Regions from separate parts of the Mus musculus genome. Here regions 2, 3, 4 and 5 are each linked to region 1. The links are chromatin contacts, called in public promoter capture Hi-C and targeted proximity ligation maps. All regions are on one chromosome and are shown on one strand. The core of a region is the stretch at or near the end of the contact, and the rest is flanking DNA. Distances in the headings are between cores, read along the strand shown. Region 1 holds the start of Stambpl1 (STAM binding protein like 1). Region 2 holds the start of Ifit3b (interferon-induced protein with tetratricopeptide repeats 3B). Region 3 holds the start of Ifit3 (interferon-induced protein with tetratricopeptide repeats 3). Region 4 holds the start of Ifit2 (interferon-induced protein with tetratricopeptide repeats 2). Region 5 holds the start of Ch25h (cholesterol 25-hydroxylase).

Region 1 (2,878 bases), core at 273-2,772:
GCAACAAAAAAAATTTTATGGTTGGGGGTAGGGTCACAATAACATGAGGAACCACATTAAAGTGTCTCAGCATTAGGAAGGTTGAGAACCACTGGTCTAGCACGATCAGTCTACTGCTCAGACATTAATGTGTTTAAAATGAACACATATTTACAGTGGACTTAAACAATGCCCAGCAGAGTCTAGTTACAGAGTACATTTATAAAAATCAAATTAGCGTCTGTCAGAAATACAAAAAAACTGCCCATGGAAACGGGTCTGGAAACAAGTACTACTTACAAATTGAAACCGGAAGTCAAACATTCAAGTGTTAATTTTTGTCTGCTCTCAGGAGTCGGTATTGACCTTGACAGAAGCTCAGATTAACCTTATTTCTGGAGACACTTTTGAAACTCAAGACTTCGTTTAATTTTCGTGGCTAGCAGGATGTCTGGAAAGCAGCGTGCTCACTAGGGCTTACTAGTGACCAAACACTCGTTTCGGGAAGACAGACAGGCCCCTCCCCCTCACACAACCTAGAGATTTTTTTTTCCCCAATCCTCTAAATTAGATTCTGTTTCTTGAATTACTCCTTCATTTTTTTTTTCTTTTTCTTTTACATTTCAATTAACCACAGCACTTCGGACTCTAGACTGTCAGCAGTTATTTCGACGAGTTCTGGAAAATTATGTTTTAATAGCATTGCATCTTTTTGCGCATTTCCCTTGAGGCTTCCAGCGAGCAATCAAGTTATTCCAGTAAGAGAATATGTCTCACGAGGCTAAAGGGCATCAATGCAACATCTAGAAAGTCCTTTCCTCCCCTTACCCTCTAGTATGAAGGTGCTTTTACCAGTTTCTCGCCCCTCCCTCCTTGACATCCCGCGCAGCCGACGTGGAGCCCCACGCAAAACCAGTGAGGTGGGCTCTTGGAATCCTGACATCATCTGCAAGGATGCATTCCAAGTATGAACCAGAAAAGCACGCGCAGCCGGGTCCAGGTCACCGCCCCAGGGCCAAGAGACCAGGAACCACAGCCTCCGCCTTCCTGGGCGAGAAGAAGCTAACCCTAGAGCGGGATAGGGGCGCGTGGGGGCGGGGACCGCAGGGCGACAGGAAGCCACTCGTCATCACCACTCACCTCGGGGCCAGCGGGCACACGTGTGGGGCCACTCACCAGCAGTCGTGCGCGTCCGGAGCTTGTGTGGGATGACGACTGCGACGACTGTCCCTGCGCGGGCCGCGTGGCTCGGGCATCCGTGTGGCCTCTGCAGCCCGGGCGGCAGCGGCTGCTCCGCAAGGCACCGGCGCTTGGTGACGGTGGCACCAGGCTGTGAGTCGCTCCCAGGCTGGTCTAGTCCGGGCCTCTGGGTTCTCTTTGCTCTTGGTCGGTCGAGCTCTGATGCCTTCCGTGGCTTGGACTCTCTCTTCTGTCTGGCGGGACAGCCCCAGCTCCCTTGCAAAACAACGCACAGGCCAATGGCCTCTGAATCTCTGCCGCAGCAACGTAGGGAATGAAATTGTCACAGCGATGGTCCGCCCCCTCCCCCTTCCCCGGCCCCTGGGTGCGGCCTCCGCCTCTGCCTCCGCCCCCTCTGTAGCCACAGCTTCCCACGTGCTGCAAAAAAACCTCTGGGGTGGCGGGTCCCTGCGGAGGGCCTATGGCCAGATGGAAATGGCTGCTTGTGATTTAACCCCCGGTCTACCTGCATACTCGTTGCCCTAGGTTGGACCACCTGGACAGCCCAGTGAATTATCAACTTGGCCTAGAAGCTGGGAAAATGGCTGGGCGACTCCAAAAACTGCAGAGCACGCAAGCTGTCATGAAGCTGAATTTGCCAATGTAATGGTTTAGCTATAGGATTACAGCTTATGTAGGAATCCCATTTTGAGATTTAACCGTGACTAAGCGCTGCCGCCGTGAAACACTCCCCCTCTCCCCACCTTCTTGAACTAGGAAAATACAAACGGTTAGCTCCTTACCATTACTATAGTGTCACCATTATAATGCAGTGTCTTTAATATGGCCATAGACCTGAGCCAGACACAGTGCACGCAACGATTCATATTCACTACAGTCCCGTATACAAAAGCTGCATCTTATATGTTTTCCATGAGTAAGACAGAGACAAGTAAAATTATTTATCTGCGAGTTTTAAATCAGCTGCGTAGTAGTGGAAGGCATGCTGTTAGCGTGGAGAGTGTGGAGGAAGGGGAGAAAGGATGAAGGGAGCTGGAAGAATCCATTCTGATTTGACATCCGTGCTAGCAAGTTTTATAGAAACTTGACACAAGATAGAGCCATCTGAGAAGAGAGAACCTGATTTGAGAAAATGCCTTCACAATATGGGGGGCCTTAGGCAAGCCTGTAGGGCGTCTTCTTAATTAGTAATTAGTGTGGGAGGGTACCAGCACATTGTGGGTGGTGCCACTCCTCGACAGGTGATCCTAGGTGCTGTAAGAAAGCCGAGCAAGCCAAGGGGAGCAAGTCAGTAAGCAGCACTCTAGGGGGCCAGGGGGGGTTTCTCTTTCTCCCCCAACTCCCCGCGATGGCTTCTACATCAGGCCCTGCTTCCAGATTCTAATCCTGCTTGAGTTTCTGCCTTGACATCCTTCAAGAATGGACTGCACTGTGGTAGTGAAATAAGCCCTTTCCTCCCTAAGTTGATTTTTGTCTTGCTGCTTTGTCACAGTGATTGAAACTCTTAAGTAAGAAGACCTCAAAAGCTGCTTCTTCGAGGGAGCAGTACCAACTCGCCAACATTTTAAGAACACTGTCACTGTTGATGAGCTGGGGGTTTCCAGCTTCGGTGGGAACCCAGCTCCAAGTGGAAGAAAACACTACAGTGGGGTGAGACACACTGGCTGTCTTGGTTGGTTTTTCCTTTGGAAACCAAACT
Region 2 (2,878 bases), core at 219-2,718, 420 kb before region 1:
TAACCCTTGTTACCCGTGGAGTTGAGGGTAGGGAAGACTGTCTTTTTTCTTAGCTTCCACAGTAGCTAATAACATCAGCCTTCCCTCAGCCAACAAGGCTTGTATCCTTACATGATATGTATTTGTCAGAAACATTAGCCCTTCCTCTTAGTTCTCTCTGAGTCTCCTCTAATGGCAGTTATAGTTGCAGTTAAAAACAATTCACTCTCTGGAGATATGGCTCAACAGTTAAGAGCACTTGTTGCTCTTCCAGAGGTCCTGAGTTCAATTCCCAGCAACCACATGGTGGCTCACAACCATCTGTAATGGGATCTGATGCTCTCTTCTGGTTTGTCTGCAGACACCCAAAGTGTATGCATATATACAAAATAAATAAATCTCTTTAAAAACATCAGAAATACTATGATTACTCTTTACTTACAATACAATGCACTTATTTTAATGATTTGTGTACACTGGGTCTCAGCAATTGTTTATGCCCATGTGCCCACCCACACTCCTTATAGGTTATGTCTGACATCCCTGAAATTCCTGTGTGTATCTTCATATTCTACCCTTACCATCTCTAGGTAACCATTGTTCTGCTTTCATAGCTACAAATTAAGCAGAGTTTGTATTTGAGGGGAAATGTGTTTTTGCTTGTCCTGCAGCCTTAGATACTAGAAAAAAAACTTTAACCTTTGAGATTTTGTGGCATATGAAAAATTAAAAAAAAACCCAATTTAAATAAAAGCCCTGCTCATCTGTGAGAACTATTTCTTAAAACCTCAATCATGAAGTGGTCATAGTTTTCACAAACATGAAGTGAGCTTGCACTACTGTTTCCAACTCTTACACTAGCTACTGGCGAAGGATTGGTTCTTTTGAAAAAGCACACACACAGACACACAAACACAGAGACACATACACACATCGCATACAAACACACAGCAACACACATGCAGACACACACACAGATACACATAAACAATGAGACACACACATACAGACACACATACAGAAAAACACAACAAACTCACACACATGGAAACACAGACAGACAAACAGACAGACAGACAGACAGACAGATAGACACACACACACACACACACACACACACAACTTTCTATTGTCTTGATCACTTTTAATAAAACACCAACAAATCCCAGAAAGAGTGACTCCTCTAGTGCTAGCTTTGAGTCAAACTTTGTGCTTCAGTGGACCTACCCGTGTCTATCAATATTCTCCAGGGGCATCCAGTGAGCAGTTTTAGAAACTGCAGTGTCTTGCACATTTACACAGAGAAATAATGAAAAAGGTCCAATAAAAAAAAAGCCATGCTCATGCAAGTGATTTCAATCTACAAGCAAGCAGACAACTTAAGACTCTGCTGTGCAGTGATCAGCTCAGTTTATCATTTAATTGGAGAAGCAGAGATTGCACTGACCTCATGATGGTGATCTGTTTCTGTGCTGCTGGGAAAAGCTGGGTGTGGGCTGAGAAATCTCAGTCCACTCTAAGTGGAGACTCAGAGGATTATATAAGAGGGCAGTCGGGGGGGGGGGGGGGATGAATCAGCTGGTGCTCTGCTGCTTCTAAGGACTCAGTGTTTGTGAAAGGGAAGAGGAAAGTAGAAACTGAAACAGACTTAAAATCAACCAGAAGAGGAAAGTGAAACTTACCACTGAGACCTTCTATGTCCTGGCCACAGCATTGGATAAGCTCTGGACTCTGCCTCTGGTGTCAGAGGGTCGAGAGGCATTTCCTCCAGCCTGACAGTCCCTCTGGGAGGAAAAGAGTGTTTTCCACAGTCTCTAGTGCACTCTGCAGAGGTTTCTGGGGCCACACGAAAGAAACTATTCTAAAATATTTTGAAAGAAGTGATAGTGTGTTTCCTTCTCTGAGTTCCCTTGTGGTACACAGGTTTCAATCCAGCTTTAATGACTATGTCCATGTGACTAGCTCTGGAGTTTTGCCAGAGTCTAATCAAACCAATGTTTTCATTTTATGCTACACTGAATTCAAGTAGCAAAACACCAGGGGGATTCGCTGTGCTGTTTCACACCTAGAGGTCTGTGGTGATCATTTACTTTACACCCAGTCCCTGAATAGAATTGGTAACATGTGCATCACTGCTTCCTGGGTGGGAGAACAAATATGTGACTAAGTGAAAGACTTCTGCTTTGAGTTATGAAGTCATGCATGAGTAGAAGGAGGTATGGAGGACCAATCCTTAGGTATGGATTGGGTGCTTAGCTTCATGATTTCTTTAAAGCGTGGCTTTCACTGCTCATTTGCTAAGCATGATAACCTAGTCAGCTGTGGAATTCTGGGTCCTTCTTTCACTTAGCAACTTGAGATTGTTAATGGCATAAGAGGTAAGCACATACCTGCTAGACCCACTGTGTTTGCCTTAAGCCTAAACTTTGGAAGCCTCAGGTAGCAAAGCCACAGAAAGGATACAACTTTCATTGATCTCATTTTCTTTAGTGGTTCAGAGCACAATGCCTGATTTTGGTCTAGTGGGACTTGGAATGCTAATGTACAAGCCCAAGGAGGATGGGCCTGCATCCTTCTGCTTCTTTGCTCTGATGGATAGGAAACGGTGGGCTGGACACTTAGGCATTGTGCCTTGATATAAGAGATGTTGCTTTAGCACTGCAGAAAATCTCTAAGTAACAGAAGTTGTTAAATCAGGCAAATGGCACACTCACAAGGTTGTTCCCTCTTTGAAGAATATAGGGGGCTATGGTTGACTGATTGACTGATACATCAATTGATTTTCTTGCTTTCTGCCTCTCTGTTTCTTTTGCTCTGCTTTGTGTGTATACAAATGTACATGTGTGTGCATGCATGCCTCTGCGTGTGTGTGTGTGTGTGTGTGTGTGTGTGTGTGTGT
Region 3 (2,878 bases), core at 145-2,644, 390 kb before region 1:
AACATTAGCCCTTCCTCTTAGTTCTCTCTGAGTCTCCTCTAATGGCAGGTATTGTTTCAGTTAACAAAAAATTCACTGTCTGGAGATATGGCTCAACAGTTAAGAGCACTTGTTGCTCTTCCAGAGGTCCTGAGTTCAATTCCCAGCAACCACATGGTGGCTCACAACCATCTGTAATGGGATCTGATGCTCTCTTCTGGTTTGTCTGCAGACACCCAAAGTGTATGCATATATACAAAATAAATAAATCTCTTTAAAAACATCAGAAATACTATGATTACTCTTTACTTACAATACAATGCACTTATTTTAATGATTTGTGTACACTGGGTCTCAGCAATTGTTTATGCCCATGTGCCCACCCACACTCCTTATAGGTTATGTATGACATCCCTGAGATTCCTGTGTGTATCTTCATATTCTACCCTTACCATCTCTAGGTAACCATTGTTCTGCTTTCATAGCTACAAATTAAACAGAGTTTGAATTTAAGGGGAAATGTGTTTTTGCTTGTCCTGCAGCCTTAGATACTAGAAAAAAAACTTTAACCTTTGAGATTTTGTGGCATATGAGAAATTAAAAAAAAAAACCCAATTTAAATAAAACCCCTGCTCATCTGTGAGAACTATTTCTTAAAACCTCAATCATGAAGTGGTCATAGTTTTCACAAACATGAACTGAGCTTGCAGTACTGTTTCCAACTCTTACACTAGCTGCTGGCGAAGGATTGGTTCCTTTGAAAAAGCACACACACAGACACACAAACATAGAGACACATACATACATCGCATACAAACACATAGCAACACACATGCAAACACACACACAGATACACATAAACAATGAGACACACACATACAGACACACATACAGACACACATACAGAAAAACACAACAAACTCACACACATGGAAACACAGACAGACAGACAGACAGACAGATAGACACACACACACACACACACACACACACACACACACACACACACACACAACTTTCTATTGTCTTGATCACTTTTAATAAAACACCAAAAAATCCCAGAAAGAGTGACTCCTCTAGTGCTAGCTTTGAGTCAAACTTTGTGCTTCAGTGGACCTACCCGTGTCTATCAATATTCTCCAGGGGCATCCAGTGAGCAGTTTTAGAAACTGCAGTGTCTTGCACATTTACACAGAGAAATAATGAAAAAGGTCCAATAAAAAAAAGCCATGCTCATGCAAGTGATTTCAATCTACAAGCAAGCAGACAACTTAAGACTCTGCTGTGCAGTGATCAGCTCAGTTTATCATTTAATTGGAGAAGCAGAGATTGCACTGACCTCATGATGGTGATCTGTTTCTGTGCTGCTGGGAAAAGCTGGGTGTGGGCTGAGCAGTTCAGAAATCTCAGTCCACTCTAAGTGGAGACTCAGAGGATTATATAAGGGGGCAGTGGGGGGGGGGGTGAATCAGCTGGTGCTCTGCTGCTTCTAAGGACTCAGTGTTTGTGAAAGGGAAGAGGAAAGTAGAAACTGAAACAGACTTAAAATCAACCAGAAGAGGAAAGTGAAACTTACCACTGAGACCTTCTATGTCCTGGCCACAGCATTGGATAAGCTCTGGACTCTGCCTCTGGTGTCAGAGGGTGGCGAGGCATTTCCTCCAGCCTGACAGTCCCTCTGGGAGGAAAAGAGTGTTTTCCACAGTCTCTAGTGCACTCTGCAGAGGTTTCTGGGGCCACACGAAAGAAACTATTCTAAAATATTTTGAAAGAAGTGATAGTGAGTTCCCTCTCTGAGTTCCCTTGTGGTACACAGGTTTCAATCCAGCTTTTAATGACTACGTCCATGTGACTAGCTCTGGAGTTTTGCCAGAGTCTAATCAAACCAATGTTTTCATTTTATTCTACATTGAATTCAAGTAGCAAAACACCAGGGGGATTCGCTGTGCTGTTTCACACCTAGAGGTCTGTGGTGATCATTTACTTTACACCCAGTCCCTGAATAGAATTGGTAACATGTGCATCACTGCTTCCTGGGTGGGAGAACAAATATGTGACTAAGTGAAAGACTTCTGCTTTGAGTTATGAAGTCATGCATGAGTAGAAGGAGGTATGGAGGACCAATCCTTAGGTATGGATTGGGTGCTTAGCTTCATGATTTCCTTAAAGCGTGGCTTTCACTGCTCATTTGCTAAGCATGGCATGAACCTAGTCAGCTGTGGAATTCTGGGTCCTTCTTTCACTTAGCAACTTGAGATTGTTAATGGCATAAGAGGTAAGCACATACCTGCTAGACCCACTGTGTTTGCCTTAAGCCTAAACTTTGGAAGCCTCAGGTAGCAAAGCCACAGAAAGGATACAATTTTCATTGGTCTCATTTCCTTCAGTGGTTCAGAGCACAATGCCTGATTTTGGTCTAGTGGGACTTGGAATGCTAATGTACAAGCCCAAGGAGGATGGGCCTGCATCCTTCTGCTTCTTTGCTCTAATGGATAGAAATATGTACTCACTGATAAGTGGATATTAGCCCAGAAACTTAGTATACCTGAGATATAAGATACAATTTGCAACACACATGAAACTGAAGAAGAACGAAGACCAAAGTGTGGACACTTTGCCCCTTCTTAGAATTGGAAATAAAACACCCATGGAAGGAGTTAGAGAGACAACGTTTGGAGCTGAGACAAAAGGATGGACCATCTAGAGACTGCCATATCCAGGGATCCATCCCATAATCAGCCTCCAAACGATGACACCATTGCATACACTAGCAAGCGTTTGTTGCAAGGACCGTGATATAGCTGTCTCTTGTGAGACTAGGCCAGGGCCTAGCAAACACAGAAGTGGATGCTCACAGTCAACTATTGGATGGATCACAGGGCCCCGAAAGGAGGAGCTA
Region 4 (2,878 bases), core at 151-2,650, 360 kb before region 1:
ATCCAATAAAACTTCATTTATAGAAGCAAATAGCAAGCTGGCCTCCGGGTGGCAGTTTGTTAACCCTTGTTCTATGACCCTGTGTATTTTTCATGCTCAGAGTATCTTGATGGTCCTATCTCCTCCTGCATGGTCTTTTCAGCCACTGCCTTACTCTTTTGAATAGCACACTTCTCAGGGTGCCAACGTGTTCTAATTTTTCCTTCTGTTGTCTCGGAGTCTTTGTTAACATTTTACTGAAGTATAAGTGTGATTCAGGCGCATGGCCTCCTGAGCAGTTGCTGTCCTGATGCTATTTACACTGCTTGCTTTCAGCACTCCCAAATACTTTCCTCATGAGGACACAAATACCTCATTGTGCCTTCTTCATCTCTGAACTGCACCCTAATTTGAGATTCCCAGTCCCTACTTCTAACGTTTACCTCTCTTCTTCCTTTACCAACATTTAAATCCAGAAAATATTTTAGAAAGAAGAAAGAAAGAAAGAAAGAAAGAAAGAAAGAAAGAAAGAAAGAAAGAAGGAAGGAAGGAAGGAAGGAAGGAAGGAAGGAAGGAAGAAAGAAAGAAAGAAAGAAAGAAAGAAAGAAAGAAAGAAGAGAGAGAGAGAGAGAGAGAGAGAGAGAGAGAGAGAGAGAGAAGGGGGGCAGGGAGAGGGCGAGGGAGGGGGAGGGGGGGGAAGAAAGAAATTCATTGTGTCCACTCTATCTCCACAGAGAGGAATTCCTACATCAGCTGTCATTTTAAAACACCAAACCTGAGGAACACAGGGAGGTTGGGGAGGGGGAGAGACCATTACACAATAACATGTTAATAGACTTACAGAGTTGAGAGGTTGTGGGACATTAAAAAGGTTTCTGTAATTTCTGGTGCATTCCTTCTCAAATAAACAACCGGAAGTAAAAAAAAAAAAAAGCTGTTTTTGAAAGCCTTTGAGTGAGCTGAGGGTGGGTTCTGGATAAAAGAGTGACTAGATATATAGCTTAGGACCCAGAGTCCACCACGCGCCCCTAGTGGACAGCCCAGGAAAACAAAAGTTGCGTCCACCCACATTTAAGAGCGACGACCACCTACCTCTAAGTCTCATCTTGGTGCATCTTGCTGATGGGTAAAAAAGCATTAACTGCAGAAGGCCAGAACTTGCTTTTCGGCAGAATGGACGCTGGCGAAGGGTGCGTGGCCAATGACTCCTGACTGCCGGGTGCCGGATGTAACCCCTACCCACACTTGGTGCTTTGAGGGATCTACTACTAGACAGGGCTACTCATTAAAAATATCTTGCTTCACTCTCTTTCCTACATATTTGCAGCGTTAGTCGGGTGTGGCTGGAATACCTTAGTCCTTTGGGGGACTCCCCGCTGTTTCCTAAAGTGAGCTCCATCTCGCTGGGTCCCCACATCACTAAGGGCGGGAAACTGCACTCACCCAGGCAACCTGGCTCGACTACAGCTCCCAGGGAGCTTTGTTTTGGGGTGGTACTCCATCTTAGCGCTGCTTCCTCCCACTGTGTCCTGCTATTGTCGCCAGAGGGTGCCCTTCTCCGCCGCTTTTAGCTTTATTATCCCTAGATGCTAAATTTGAGAGTTTGCAGCAGAAATACTTCCGGAATTGGGAGAGAGACGGTTTTATCCATTCTTCCAGGAAGCTCCCATGAATTTTCCAGCCTCTGGGTCTTGGTGCTCCAGCCCAGCTCTAGCATAGAATTCTCCTTGCACAATGCAAGACCAGACAGGATCCTTTTCTGTCCTTTCCTATTTTTAATGTTTACTGATGTTGCTAACTGAAGCGGATTAATTCGCAGACTGTAATATTCTGGACAGCAGAGATAATACCTAGTTGATTCTTAGAGGATGGTTCACTCATTTCCAGTTTCCTAATAGTCCATCTTAGTGAGGGACATGATCCTGAATTGAATTCCTGGATTTAAATTGAAATTGAGACTCAACTGGCTTAGGGGAGATGACTTCAGGGGCTTATATCACTTGACTTTAAGCCCTAGGATCTGAGCTGGGATGGGATTTTAATCCCAGGGAAAGTAAAAATCGACTCCTGCAAGTGGTCCTCTGACCTCCGTGTGGCACCCTTGATAAATGGATGGATGGATGATAGATAGATAGATAGATAGATAGATATAGATCCAGATAGATGGATAGAATGAAAGATAATGACATTCAAAGTCCTTTAAAAGAAAGTGAGGTTCCAAGGCTAGGATGTAGCTCAGTGACAGAGCTCTTGCCCATGACACTGGCTTCTGTCCCTAGGACTGAAAGGAGATAGGGGATGGGGAAAGGAAGAGTTTTAGCAGTGAACTGTCATTCTAAGGATCCATCATACCCCTCCCTGTTGCCTGGTGGTTAAACACTTCGGTCTTGTCAATTTAGTTTCTCTTCTAAATTGAGTCCCCCCCCCTCCCCCTCCCCCTCCCCCTCCCTCTCCTCCTCCTTCTCTTCACAGGCGATGAGACATTTTAATCTAATAGTGGTACTTAACACTACACAGGGAGTCACAGCTCCCAGAGGATCCCTAAAGGCCAAAGGAAGATCCAGAAATATCTAGAGTTGCTGGTCCCCTGCCTGTGGGAACAGGGGTCAGAAGGTGGCAAAGCAGGGGCCTTCCTGTCACTCATAGATCCAGTCCTGTGCACAACTCTTGAAGTCCACCAGCTCCTTGGGCTGAAACCACAAGCTGGGCTCTCTACAGAACCATTCTTACCAACTTGGATGCAAAAGTCTCCTCGGATGGTCACAGGCTTAGAGTGAGTGGGGTTGGTCTCTGTTAGCATCACCGAGACTGTCTTCACAACATTCAGTCCCTCCCAGACCACAGCACACATGACCAACGGTGAGTGTACCTTCATTACCATCAGGCCTGGTGGGCTCCA
Region 5 (2,878 bases), core at 215-2,714, 280 kb before region 1:
TTTATTGTACCATATTTTTACCATATGTGTTTGTTTTTTATATCCTTTTATCTTTTCTTCATGTTAAAAAAAACCTTAACTATTTGCATTTAATTCCAAATATCTTAGTGGTTACCTGTGAAATACAAAGTTAAAGTGATTGTGTGCCTTATTTCCTTTGGTATGTGCTGAGGCCTTAGATAGAGAGCTGTGAAGCCACAGTTATGGGGTACTTCCTGACAAATGTGGGAGCCAGTTCTTGATGAGTGTGAATCACAAGTAACAGTCTTGTGCAGGCAAAAGTTACAGTCCATCCCCTCCCCCTCCCCCCCCCCAGGGGGGACTGGCAGCAGGCTCCTAGAGCTACAATCCCTGTTTTCTTTGGAAAATAACACAAGAAACACAAGCTTGTATAAGACTATGTTAGCTTCCAGCAGAGAAAAGCAGCTGTAAAGACACAAATTCAAGAAGGAAACCCTGGGAGAATGGCCCCTGGCTTTCCTCTGGGATCTTCTGTGCCGTGTATCCGCTACCCGGGGCTGATTTCTGTGCTCCACTCTCTAGGGCACTCTCCTTGGATATAGTACTGACCTCCTGTGCTCAGTCCCTGGACGATCAGTCCCAGTGTCTGAAAGGGTATCCAGGAGTTGAGGAGTAGGGAACAACTGAGGGTTGGTAAAAGTCGGAGCCTGAGGGACCTCTAAGGAAATGGCAGGGGAGATGAGACATGTTCCGGGAGGCTATGAGATTGCTCAGATCTTCTTCTCCACTGGCCTTTGCGGTTTGGCCCAATCGAGTGAGCCTTTACGGGTGTTAAGCCTCCGTTCTCCAACCCAGAGCAAAGGCTGGCAGTGCTGCCCTCTTGACCGCTGTCTTGCAGGATCTGATCTCTGCTCTTGACACCGCGGGCTTTAAGGGCACCAGAGCGGGAGAGTCGTCCGCGCCAAAAGGCTGCGAGCCTGACTGCTCTTTTTTGGAGGATGCCAGGTTCCCTCTCCTACAGGACTCAATCCCTGTCTGCAACGGACCCAGTACCAGCACTGTGGCGTGAGGTACGCACACTCAGAGTCCCCCAAGGTGTAGAATAAGTCTTTAAACAGTCAAAAACAGATATTTTAAAACCCAGGGAATTCTGCTTTGGTTGAGAAACAGCGCCTTCTGAGAGCGAAGAACTCATTAGTTTTTAGCGGTGATGGCGGGTGAACTGTCCCAAGGCAGAATCGCTCTCTCCTGTGTCATTAGTACATCAGCTGAAAGGCAAGCAAACAGTTCTTTACGTCTGGGAAAGGGCTTTAAGGGCCGCTGCTTGCGTGAAGGGGAGATTTGATGCAGCTATAAACCAGGACATAGACAGGAACAAAATTCGGGTTATTTAAGCAAAATTCTTTAGCAGGGAAAGGGAGGTGGGAAGGAGACGGAAGGGTGACGTCACTGGGGGGAGTGGCCACAGTCTTAAGAAAAGTCGGCGGGGCTGGGGAGACCACAATTGTGGGACATAGTCTCAGCATGGGCTGCTACAACGGTTCGGAGCTCCAAGACCTGGGCTGTTCCAGCCAGCTGCTCCTGCAGCCCCTCTGGGACACCATAAGGACAAGGGAGGCGTTCACGCGCTCACCCATCTTCCCAGTCACCTTTTCTATCATCACTTACGTGGGCTTCTGCCTACCGTTCGTGGTGCTGGACGTCCTGTATCCCTGGGTCCCCATCCTGCGACGCTACAAGATCCACCCGGACTTCTCGCCTTCCGTAAAGCAGCTTCTGCCTTGCCTGGGGCTGACACTCTACCAGCACCTGGTGTTCGTGTTCCCGGTGACGCTGCTGCACTGGGTGCGCAGCCCGGCGCTCCTCCCCCAGGAGGCCCCTGAGCTCGTCCAGCTCCTAAGTCACGTCCTGATCTGCCTGCTGCTCTTCGACACCGAGATCTTCGCGTGGCACCTGCTGCACCATAAGGTGCCCTGGCTGTACCGCACCTTCCACAAGGTGCATCACCAGAACTCGTCCTCCTTCGCGCTGGCGACCCAATACATGAGCTTCTGGGAGCTGCTTTCGCTGACCTTCTTCGACGTGCTGAACGTCGCGGTGCTTCGGTGTCACCCACTCACCATCTTTACCTTTCACGTGATTAACATCTGGCTGTCGGTGGAGGACCACTCGGGCTATGACTTCCCGTGGTCCACTCACAGACTTGTGCCCTTTGGCTGGTACGGGGGCGTGGCTCACCACGACATGCATCACTCTCAGTTTAACTGCAATTTTGCTCCTTACTTCACACACTGGGACAAAATGCTGGGCACTCTGCGGTCCGCGCCCCTGCCAGAGAGCCTTTGCGCCTGCGGTGAGCGCTGCGTGAACTCCAGAGAGCGATGCGCTGTACACTTGATCCAGAAGAAGAAACAGACTTGAGTTACTTTATTAGAAGTTTGTAACTTTTAAAGTGATGCACACTGCTATAAAATCTAATGTTGTTTCTGCAGCCTGACAAAGTAATTTATATAATGTTTCTATGTGAATTTAATTGTGGTCTTGGTGTTAAATTTCAACTTATCCCAGTGTCATTGACTCCAGGACACAAGGTAGACATTCAGCGTGGTGTATTTGAATCATTATGATCTCTGAAATGATTTGTTTCTAGAACCAAGACTTTCCTATGTATGAAATCGCACTGGAACTGGGCTCTAACCTCACATGTTGAGAGAAGACCTGATTTCTGACTCTTTAAATAATCAAATTTGTTCCTGCTGGGCAGTGACCAAGGTTATAGTATATTTTTTCTACTTTTGAATGAAATGATATATTTATATTGAAAAAAGTTTTATTTGTATTTTAAAAATAAAAAGAACATGAACTAAACAAGCATTAGCTCCTGGTGGGCCTGATGAATTAAAAAAAAAACTAAAAA

What was found. Capture Hi-C pulls out chosen DNA fragments and counts their contacts.
Region 2: a promoter capture Hi-C map of liver shows a contact between it and region 1. A contact is called at or near these places in 6 of 39 promoter capture datasets (the 3T3-L1 cell line, the C10 cell line, the HPC-7 cell line and 3 more), 2 of 130 datasets of targeted methods (bone marrow-derived dendritic cells and memory CD8 T cells) and 2 of 9 other capture datasets (adipose tissue and liver).
Region 3: a targeted proximity ligation map of effector CD8 T cells shows a contact between it and region 1, with 10 read pairs. A contact is called at or near these places in 3 of 39 promoter capture datasets (the HPC-7 cell line, cranial neural crest and liver), 3 of 130 datasets of targeted methods (bone marrow-derived dendritic cells, effector CD8 T cells and memory CD8 T cells) and 2 of 9 other capture datasets (adipose tissue and liver).
Region 4: a contact with region 1 is called in a promoter capture Hi-C map of adipose tissue. A contact is called at or near these places in 14 of 39 promoter capture datasets (the 3T3-L1 cell line, the C10 cell line, cranial neural crest and 9 more), 2 of 484 Hi-C or Micro-C datasets (B cells and CD4 T cells), 6 of 130 datasets of targeted methods (the NIH/3T3 cell line, the SCID.adh cell line, bone marrow-derived macrophages and 3 more) and 4 of 9 other capture datasets (adipose tissue, liver, macrophages and 1 more).
Region 5: a targeted proximity ligation map of microglia shows a contact between it and region 1, with 6 times the contacts expected there. A contact is called at or near these places in 9 of 39 promoter capture datasets (the 3T3-L1 cell line, cranial neural crest, frontonasal cranial neural crest and 4 more), 1 of 484 Hi-C or Micro-C datasets (pre-megakaryocyte-erythroid progenitors), 5 of 130 datasets of targeted methods (the NIH/3T3 cell line, bone marrow-derived macrophages, memory CD8 T cells and 2 more) and 1 of 9 other capture datasets (adipose tissue).

Annotation. Positions count from the first base shown.
Region 1 is chr19:34,190,873-34,193,750 of GRCm38.p6, reverse strand. Stambpl1 (STAM binding protein like 1) reads right to left here and starts at 1,522. Exons shown (of 11, transcript NM_029682.5): 1 at 1,120-1,522.
Region 2 is chr19:34,606,547-34,609,424 of GRCm38.p6, reverse strand. It overlaps Ifit3b (interferon-induced protein with tetratricopeptide repeats 3B), which reads right to left and starts at 1,468. Exons shown (of 2, transcript NM_001005858.3): 1 at 1,427-1,468. The coding sequence starts at 1,431. It also overlaps a transcript of Ifit1bl1 not described here.
Region 3 is chr19:34,582,045-34,584,922 of GRCm38.p6, reverse strand. Ifit3 (interferon-induced protein with tetratricopeptide repeats 3) reads right to left here and starts at 1,394. Exons shown (of 2, transcript NM_010501.2): 1 at 1,319-1,394. The coding sequence starts at 1,323.
Region 4 is chr19:34,549,216-34,552,093 of GRCm38.p6, reverse strand. Ifit2 (interferon-induced protein with tetratricopeptide repeats 2) reads right to left here and starts at 1,400. Exons shown (of 3, transcript NM_008332.3): 1 at 1,072-1,400.
Region 5 is chr19:34,473,734-34,476,611 of GRCm38.p6, reverse strand. Ch25h (cholesterol 25-hydroxylase) reads left to right here and starts at 1,464. Exons shown (of 1, transcript NM_009890.2): 1 at 1,464-2,829. The coding sequence starts at 1,486. The coding sequence ends at 2,382.